3 separate regions of the Mus musculus genome follow, and all the other regions are linked to region 2. Evidence: chromatin contacts called from public HiChIP or PLAC-seq data. All regions are on one chromosome and are shown on one strand. The core of a region is the stretch at or near the end of the contact, and the rest is flanking DNA. Distances in the headings are between cores, read along the strand shown. Region 1 overlaps Gm12610 (predicted gene 12610). Region 2 overlaps Mtap (methylthioadenosine phosphorylase). Region 3 overlaps Gm12610 (predicted gene 12610).

Region 1 (2,700 bases), core at 162-2,661, 310 kb after region 2:
TTTAACAGGGTGGAATTTTCATTTTCCTACAGATCTTCCTCTCTTCCTCATCCTGGTATATTGCTGATAATCTGTTTCCCTGCACTCTTGATCTTGGGCTTGCTTAGACCAGTGGAAAGCAGCAGAAGCAACTTCATGCTAGGTCCCAGCTGACACCTTACTCTCCCCTGTCTCTGATCTCCTTCCTGTGGCCCACTGATAGTGCCCAGTAGCTGCAGAACCCAGAACGAAGCCCGTCTAAAGTCTGAATGCTGCTAAGCCTTACAGAATCACCATAGGCCTGCAGATTGTAGGGGAAAAATGAATGCTCACTCACATCAGTTATTGAGATTTGGGGTGATTGCTGTACATCTTTGCAGCAGGAGAAATTTTACTAGTTCTCTAGAGTCAGAACTAAAGCATATACAATCAGGCTGGTCATCCTGTTTCAACTAAATTTTTTGTTTTTAGTAAATATTCCATAGAGTCATTCTCTCTGTCTCTCTGTCTGTCTGTCTCTGTCTCTCTCTGTCTGTCTCTGTCTCACACACACACACACACACACACACACACACACACACACACACACATATACAGATACACAGACACAGAGACAGTCACACAGACACACACAGACACACATAGACACACACACAGATACACAGACACACAGATACATAGACACACAGTCACACATACAGACACACACACAGACACACACACAAACACACACACAAACACACACACACAAACACACACACACACACACACACACACACACAGAGGACTCTCCCTCAATAAGAGCATATGTCTATTACAGACAAAGTAAGTTAAGTTGTTGGGTACTGGCATCCTCTTAGAAGAGCACATCCTTCTGAGGGAGATAGTGTGAGCTGAAGAGGAGGTGGCCGACTTTATTGTGCATGACGAAGGCTCGCTTGTGGACAGCAAAACAGAAGATACTTTAAGAAGAGCAGTCTCTCTCCTTGCAAGAGTCTCAGATAACACTTTCATTTTCCCAGACCTGCTCAGAATTAGCCCAACTGTTGCCACTGTCTTTCATTTGCATCTTGTGTGTTCAAAGCTACTTGAGTTGTTTTTTAAGTTCCCAGAGAAAGACCAAAAAAGGCTTCATTTTCCCATTTCCTAAGGGGGTAATTACATACCCGGCAGAACAACAAACTTGGGCCCTAGGCCGTCAGTGAAATCTGGTTTCTGTCAGGTGAGAGCTCTTTTGTATATGGAAAGTTAAGAGAGGAATATGGCTTTAGCAATACCGTAGGGAGCTGTGGTCAGCATGGATCTGATAAAAGCCTTTGTTTTCCATGTTTTGATTGGCCCTGTGAGATGTCCCAACGGCTCACAGGGCCATCTGTATTCCTATTAGTGGGACCTAAAATTGCTGACACAGGCTTGCAGCTCGGCCCAGCGGCCTGCCAGGGTAAACTTGTGTAATGTGCTGCACATCCCGCCTAACAACAGTGGTTCTTTTGTCACTTGAACAGAGGCGATTAAGAACATGAGTCATTAAAAAGAGCTTTAGGAAAGCAGGCCATTTTCCAGCACTGTGGCTTTGGGGGAGTTCATAACGTCCCAGACTCCGGACAAACTGAAGGATTTCTCTGATCACCAACAATCTGAATTGATTTGAGAGAAGAAAAAGGAGACTATTCCAAAGTGTCATTTCTAAAGCTTAAAACATGCCTGTTTTTTAAAATGAGAATTGGAATAGAGGTAACAAATGTTTTCCCGAATTTTTATCAATATGGCAAAAGGATTATTTTCCAACCTTAGTAAGTCTGGGAATGTCTGGTTTCCTAACAACGGCACAGGCATTTTTTTTCCATTTCTTCTCTTTACTCCACCCCTTCCTGTTCTCTTTCTCTTTAAATTATTTGTGTTACTGTTGTTATTGACAGAGCTCTTCACATGTTCATGCTGACCCTGAACTCCTGGAGTCAGCCCCCCCCCCACGTAGCTGTGACTATTTCCCCATTTTTAATACATCCAAAAGTGAAAGCATAGGAAAATGGGGACTACAAAGTATTTACTTGACCTAAATAAAAAGATACTGTTACTTAATGCTCTTCTCTGTAGCATTTTTTACAGTACTTTTTGTATAGTTAAGATCTGTGCAATTTCATCTTATTCATTTTCCTACGCTTCTGCTACTCTATTCAGAGACTGACCATATGGCCCATTGGCTGAACTTGGCCTCTTGCTTGTGTGTTGGGACACAGCTTTACTTAAGTATTCACACATTCAGCCGAATGAGCAGTTTCAACAGAGCCTATGTGGCCTCACAACATTAAAATATTTATTCTCTGGCCTTTAACACAAATAGTTTGTAACTCTCTATGATAGGATGTTAGAGTCCCATGCCAAAAACACTTTAAAGACTCTCATAAACATATGTTAGGTGTTTATATATCTGCCACTCACTAGCATTGCCTTCTGAAACTAGTCAGATACTTTATTTAGTAGAGCCAGATGTATATGCGTGTATATAAAATAATCACACACCTAAGAATCATCTACATAAGCCACATGTATTGATTTTCTAAGTTTATAGCATTCATCTTTTATTAATGTCTATTCTAAAAATTTTTTGACAATTTCATAGAAATGTATATATATACAGAGATATATTTATATACACACATACACCAAACATAATGAATTTCAGTCAAGTTTAGTCCTCATTACCTCTCTCATACCACT
Region 2 (2,700 bases), core at 78-2,577:
ACACTTTATTTGGGCTGAGTCAGGGGTTCTCTATCTTTTGTGGAAAAGGAGTACCCAGGAAGGGAAGACAACATTATTGGCTGAAGACTCGGGGCTATCTGGATTCCTCACTAGCATGGAGAACTCCAGATGTTATGCCCAAGGTCCTCAGTTAGGTGTCCTGGTTACCTGTTCTAGAACAAGGAGCAGCTGTACCCTACTGGTCTCAGGTCTCTGAGGTCCTCCAGATCTGAGCTCAATCAACCTTGCCTTTTTTTTTTTTTTTTTTGGGGGGGGGGGGGGGTGTTGGTTTGGGTTTTTTTTTTTTTTTTTTTTTTTTTTTTTTTATCTGCATTTATTTTATGTTGAATTTATTCCCATGCCATGAGATTTTGTTTCTTCAGTTTTTTCTGGGATATCTCTTTCTTCTATACAACCTCCTCTTCGGGCTTTGGAACGATCTGTTCCTTCACAATGAGGATCATCTCAGTGTGGCTAGGGAGCTCATGTATGGGTTAATCGAGCCATGAGCTCTGCTCTATAGGTTCGTCGGTGTGTCTTAAGTTCCTTGTTCACCTGGATATGTTGAATAACTAGACAATCTACATCGAAACCGGAAGTTCAGCATTACTTTATGCATTTTAAAGCATGTGCAGCAAAAATTTAGCACTCTTTCCAGAATGGCACACATTGCTTCTTTAAAGTGACATCCTTCAGCCTCTTGGTGGCTTTGCCGCTATGAGGCTATGCATACCCTTGCTGTCCTGGGCAATTTCTCAGATGTTCTTAAACTGAATGAAGGTTTGAAACTCTAGATTTGCATGATTTTGTCGGATGTTCTGCGGCAAGAGAGTAGCAAACCATCTTCACAGGTCACGCCTGGCCGCTTACAGGAAAAGGCCTTGCCAGTTCCTTATAACTGGTAGCACGGTCCTATGTACTGTACATTCCTGTGGGTAGGGACATTTCTCTTTCATCCTGCCACCTGTGGGGGTGGGCAGCTGACACAGAGGAGTCGATGTAACTTCCCTCCTGACTCTGGCTTTGCTATGTGGATAAAGAGAGCTTAGCTGTTCTCAGGGCTCCAGTTGGACTTTTAGATGGTGAATTTTTTACATGCTTTGATCCCAGCATCTTCTGATCTTCAGTGTCACTTTGCCACTTATAGATAAAGCAGCAAGTGTATGGACCCCCAGCTGCTTGCTAAGGGGTCTACAGTTACTTCCTCACCAAATGCTAACAGTTCTTTTTACAAATATCTTTGATTATGCAGTGGCCTCTCAACCGCACAGGATCTATGATGAGGTGCCTCATGAAGTCAGAGACGAGAGATAGATGCCTCCTCCCTGCTGTGGTTTGGCACGGGCCTTGTGTAAACAGGCCAGATTCTAAGAAGAGCCTTGGCCGAGTTTAGAAGCATAGTTGTTTGGATTGCTTAGCCTTTCTCTTGTTACTTATCAGCTTTGTAGCTTATACTTACTTCTTAAAGGTTCGTTGTAGAGTGTTGCATAGGGGGCCTTCTCCTGGGGGACTCTGCTGGCTTCTCCCCAATGTTGACACACTCTATTGTCTCTTCCTGAATTTCTGGGCACACCTGGTCCCTCCATTTAACACCATGACCAAAAGGCAGGTTGTGGAGGAAAAGGTTTATTTAGATTACACATTTAGATAATAATTCATCTTTGGAGGAGATTGGGACAAGAATTCAAGCAGGGCTGGAACTTGGAGGCAGAAGCTGATGCAGGGTCACGGAGGGGCGCTGCTTACTTCCTTGCTCTTCATGGCTTGCTCAGCCTGCTTTCTTTTAGAACCCAGGATCACCACCAGCCCACCTACCGTGGACTGGGCCTTCCCCACGATTAGTGAGGGGAAAAATTGAGAAATTGCTTTGCAGCTGGACCTCATGGATGCATTTTCTCAACTGAGGCACTGATGAATCTAACTTGGGTCAAGTTGACACACAAAACCCACCAGTACAGATACTATTTTAGATCCTGTTGTTTGGGTAGAGGAAATGTAATACAGCCATCCCATTCGAGAGGCTGAGGTCCCAGGGGCAGGGACTTCCGGCAATGTCTTCATGTATCCTTTCTTCCTGTGCCATCAATATCTGCTGCATCACTGAAGTCATTGATTGGACAGGAAGGAAGGATATATGTAGAAATTGTGGGTGTGAGTCTTTATTTTAAACTTAAAACAAAATTCATAGAGACAGAGTAACTTCTGTGACTCAAAATACCAGGTCAAGCAATGCCTGCCCTTCAGTATCCTTACCTGTTAATGTAAGAGTTCTGCGGGTATTGGGTTCTGATATGTTCCTTCTCAAGCTTTTTGGTTGGTTGGTTGTTTTTTTTTTTTTTTTCCCAGCTTGTCCTCTTGCAGGAAGAATAGGAGAGGCCTGGGTTTGCTCTCGCTCTGACTCATCAGGAAAGTCCCGCACTAAATACATGGGCTGATATGATAGATGATGCCTATGTATTTCACCCTCCTCCTCCTAGAGACACAGCCCTACCTTGGGCTTCCCCGGTGATGTCATCGTTGAAGGCTGAGGTCTTGTAGGGGTGTGCTCTGGTGTCCACACAGGTCTTCTTTCATCTTGAGTGTGTCCACTAGAGTCTAACGGTTAGAAACGGACTCCTGAGCGAGATGACTTGCACCTGGGACCTCACCCCTGAGGAGTGCACAGTAGGGCCATTGTTTGAGGGTAGTTCTGGATACCCA
Region 3 (2,700 bases), core at 23-2,522, 280 kb after region 2:
AATGTCCTTTACTGTGGCTTGGGATGGGATGAAAGGCACCTCAACTATTGTTATACTTCTGGGTAAATAAACTCTGGAAAGAAAGAATGCAAAATGTTCTGAATATAGATAGGAATGGAATTATCACTGTTGTCTCACTCCAAGGGAATACTTTCATTCCCTAAAAAAAGCTTTGAAATGAATGTAGCATTAGATATGAAAAAATAACTTTAGACATTGATTACTGTCACCTCCATCCCCCCACTAACAGCTATTTCTGATAATTTATAATAAATTTTCCTCATACTTAGGTCAAAATTCTCTTATAATCACCCATGACATATTCCTCTTTAGTCTTAGACCAATTATCTTAAAAGTATTAAATCGTCTAATCTTTGTGTGCCTTAAATATATTCCGGCAGTACTGAGATGGTGGGAAAGAAAAAAAAGATTGTAATATTTAAATTCCAAGGAAGTTTGGCAATGATGACTAAAGTCCTCAAAGCAAAGCGATTCAGCAGCAGCGTACACACACACACACACACACACACACACACACACTCACACACACTCACACACACACCAGATTGTTGGAGAAACAATGAACCCTCCAGGAAGATGTGCCCCATTTACCTTGGGAAATCACCAAGAAAATCATAAATATATGTATATTTGATTTGGATTCAATGCCTAGCAAATGGTGATTACAGCTCCAGACTGTAGAAACAGAGTGAACACATGATGTGATTCGGATGCATCAGAGCTTGTGATTTCCTAATGGATGAATTGGACACTAACTCTTCTGAGTCACAAGGATTCTTTTGCCCTGGCAGTGTGGAGCTAAGCTAGAAGGTTTATATTAATTGCCTGTGACTTGGTTGGGTGGGTTCCTGCTAGTCCATTTAAGGGGAGGGACGTGGAGAACACATTCCTTAGAATGGCCACAGACTGTCCAGATGAGAAGGACTCTGAAACGTTTATGTGACAGTATCGAAGGGCTAGAGTGGTCCTAGAAGACTGGATTGTATGGTCACTCTCTGGTCTCTTAGCTTGAGAGTGAGGGAGACTTAACAATGCTTTTTGTTTGTTTTACATCTAGCATACTGACAGGAAAACAACAACCAAAAACAACCCAGTAATTTAAAAGGGAAAATGGTGTGAAGAGATACTGATGCAGAAAAATAAAACTTTTAGCTATTTTTTTCCTCAAAACCTACCCACATCTCCCTCTGAGTTTACTTTTGTTCTCACTTTACAGAGTCTTTCTGTGGTAAGGGCAAGGGCGAGAGAGAGAGAGCCAGGAGAGGCTTCACTCCTTAAGGTCCCTCCAGAGTCATTTCTAGATGGTTATCATCATGCCACATGCACTTGGAATTCTTGGTGATTTTCCAAGCTAAACAGGGCACATCTTCCTGGAGGTTTCATTTATTTCTCCAACAATCTGAAACGAAAGTTCTTGTAAATGAAGTCAAACCAAGAGGCTTCATGCCTTGGAACGCAAAATTCATTGGAAATTTAAAAAATAAAACCCTGGGCTTCAGAGATCCAGGCATTTCAGATTCCTGCTCACATTCCCTGCTGAGTGCCTTTCCCCTTTCAGTCATGCCTTATTACAGAAAGTGTGTACAGGACTATCCAGGCATTAGTGCGGATATGACATTCTCTTAAACTTCTGGTCTCTTCCTAAGACTGGACTAGTTAGTCCAGGAGATTGTTCTGTTCTTACTATTTTACAGCCATCTGAGAATATCACAAAACCAGATAATTCTATGAGAATCCTCAATGCAGTATAAGACTAAAGGCGATCAGAGTTTCCTCAAGAGCTTCACGTAGGTGTGATGACTGTGGGCTGCTTCTTGGACGCCTTATTGGACGCCTGCTATTGAGCAGATGTTTTTCTGGAAATAGGATGCAGTGGTGACTAGAACATTTCCTCCGAGTCACCAGGAGATGGAGGGGGAGAGGGTTAGGAAGGATGAATATGAACGCAATGTGTTCTTCTATTTCTTCTTTTTGAGATAGGATTTTAGTAGCCCTGGCTAGCCTGGAACTTACTATGTAGGCCAGGCTAACTTCCAACTCACAGAGATCCACCTGTTTTTGCCTCAGGAATGCTAGGCTTAAAGGCAATGCACCACCATGCTCAACACAGTGAATTGTTGTTTTTCCTTTTCATTATTTTTCTCCATTTATTTAATTATTCATTCATTCACTTTACATCTCTTTCCTCTCAGCATCTGCCTCACAAGCCCCTTCCTCTTCCCCTCTCCTTCTCCTCTGAGAAGGGGGAGCCCCCCTGGGTACCAACCCAGCCTGGCACATCAAGTCATTGCAGAGGGTGGCCACTTTAGGCCCCATATTCCCTACTGCTAGGAGTTTCATCTAGGGTCACCCCCATAGACTCCCAGGAGCCTCCTCTATCCTAGGTCTCTGGCATGTCCTAGAGATTCGAACCTCCCATCCCACCCCATCCCCCCACCTGCCTTGAGCTCCTGTCACAGTTCATTGATAAGCACAAAGCATTATTCTAGGAGTTAGAACATGCCACCAACCATACCCACTGCCTTTCCATCCATTGCACCCATTCCAGGGTCATTCTCTTCTTTAGGAATTTCTGTATTACAGCTTCAGCTGTAGATAGAAAGGAGGCTGCCCAGCACCATCCAGTAAAGCATCTCTTACAGTCTTTGTTGGAGCAACGGTTGTTCCCTTTTCTACCAT

The links. HiChIP or PLAC-seq counts read pairs in DNA pulled down with a chosen protein or histone mark.
Region 1: a contact with region 2 is called in a FOXA1 HiChIP or PLAC-seq map of pancreatic cancer cells. The contact joins two enhancer-like sites. A contact is called at or near these places in 1 of 15 datasets of contacts at CTCF or cohesin (the NIH/3T3 cell line), 2 of 484 Hi-C or Micro-C datasets (the F1.1 cell line and nephron progenitors), 1 of 115 datasets of contacts at active chromatin or transcription factors (pancreatic cancer cells) and 2 of 9 other capture datasets (adipose tissue and bone marrow-derived macrophages).
Region 3: a FOXA1 HiChIP or PLAC-seq map of pancreatic cancer cells shows a contact between it and region 2. The contact joins two enhancer-like sites. A contact is called at or near these places in 2 of 15 datasets of contacts at CTCF or cohesin (CD8 T cells and the NIH/3T3 cell line), 3 of 484 Hi-C or Micro-C datasets (bone marrow-derived macrophages, cortical neurons and embryonic stem cells) and 3 of 115 datasets of contacts at active chromatin or transcription factors (CD8 T cells, large pre-B cells and pancreatic cancer cells).

What each region holds. Positions count from the first base shown.
Region 1 is chr4:89,468,695-89,471,394 of GRCm38.p6, forward strand. The region is part of intron 7 of Gm12610 (predicted gene 12610); the gene reads left to right. Among named protein-coding and RNA genes, the nearest start is that of Cdkn2b, 160 kb to the left of the region's middle. Within about 2 kb of position 1,412, at least 111 of the 459 cell types and tissues checked have an H3K27ac peak or open chromatin away from gene starts, as enhancers often do. A contact at or near this core is called in the NIH/3T3 cell line and pancreatic cancer cells, where this site is marked.
Region 2 is chr4:89,161,349-89,164,048 of GRCm38.p6, forward strand. The region is part of intron 4 of Mtap (methylthioadenosine phosphorylase); the gene reads left to right. It also overlaps the pseudogene Gm12607. Among named protein-coding and RNA genes, the nearest start is that of Gm26490, 20 kb to the right of the region's middle. Within about 2 kb of position 1,328, at least 66 of the 459 cell types and tissues checked have an H3K27ac peak or open chromatin away from gene starts, as enhancers often do. A contact at or near this core is called in the NIH/3T3 cell line and pancreatic cancer cells, where this site is marked.
Region 3 is chr4:89,439,704-89,442,403 of GRCm38.p6, forward strand. The region is part of intron 5 of Gm12610 (predicted gene 12610); the gene reads left to right. It also overlaps the pseudogene Gm12608. Among named protein-coding and RNA genes, the nearest start is that of Cdkn2b, 130 kb to the left of the region's middle. Within about 2 kb of position 1,273, at least 38 of the 459 cell types and tissues checked have an H3K27ac peak or open chromatin away from gene starts, as enhancers often do. A contact at or near this core is called in the NIH/3T3 cell line and pancreatic cancer cells, where this site is marked.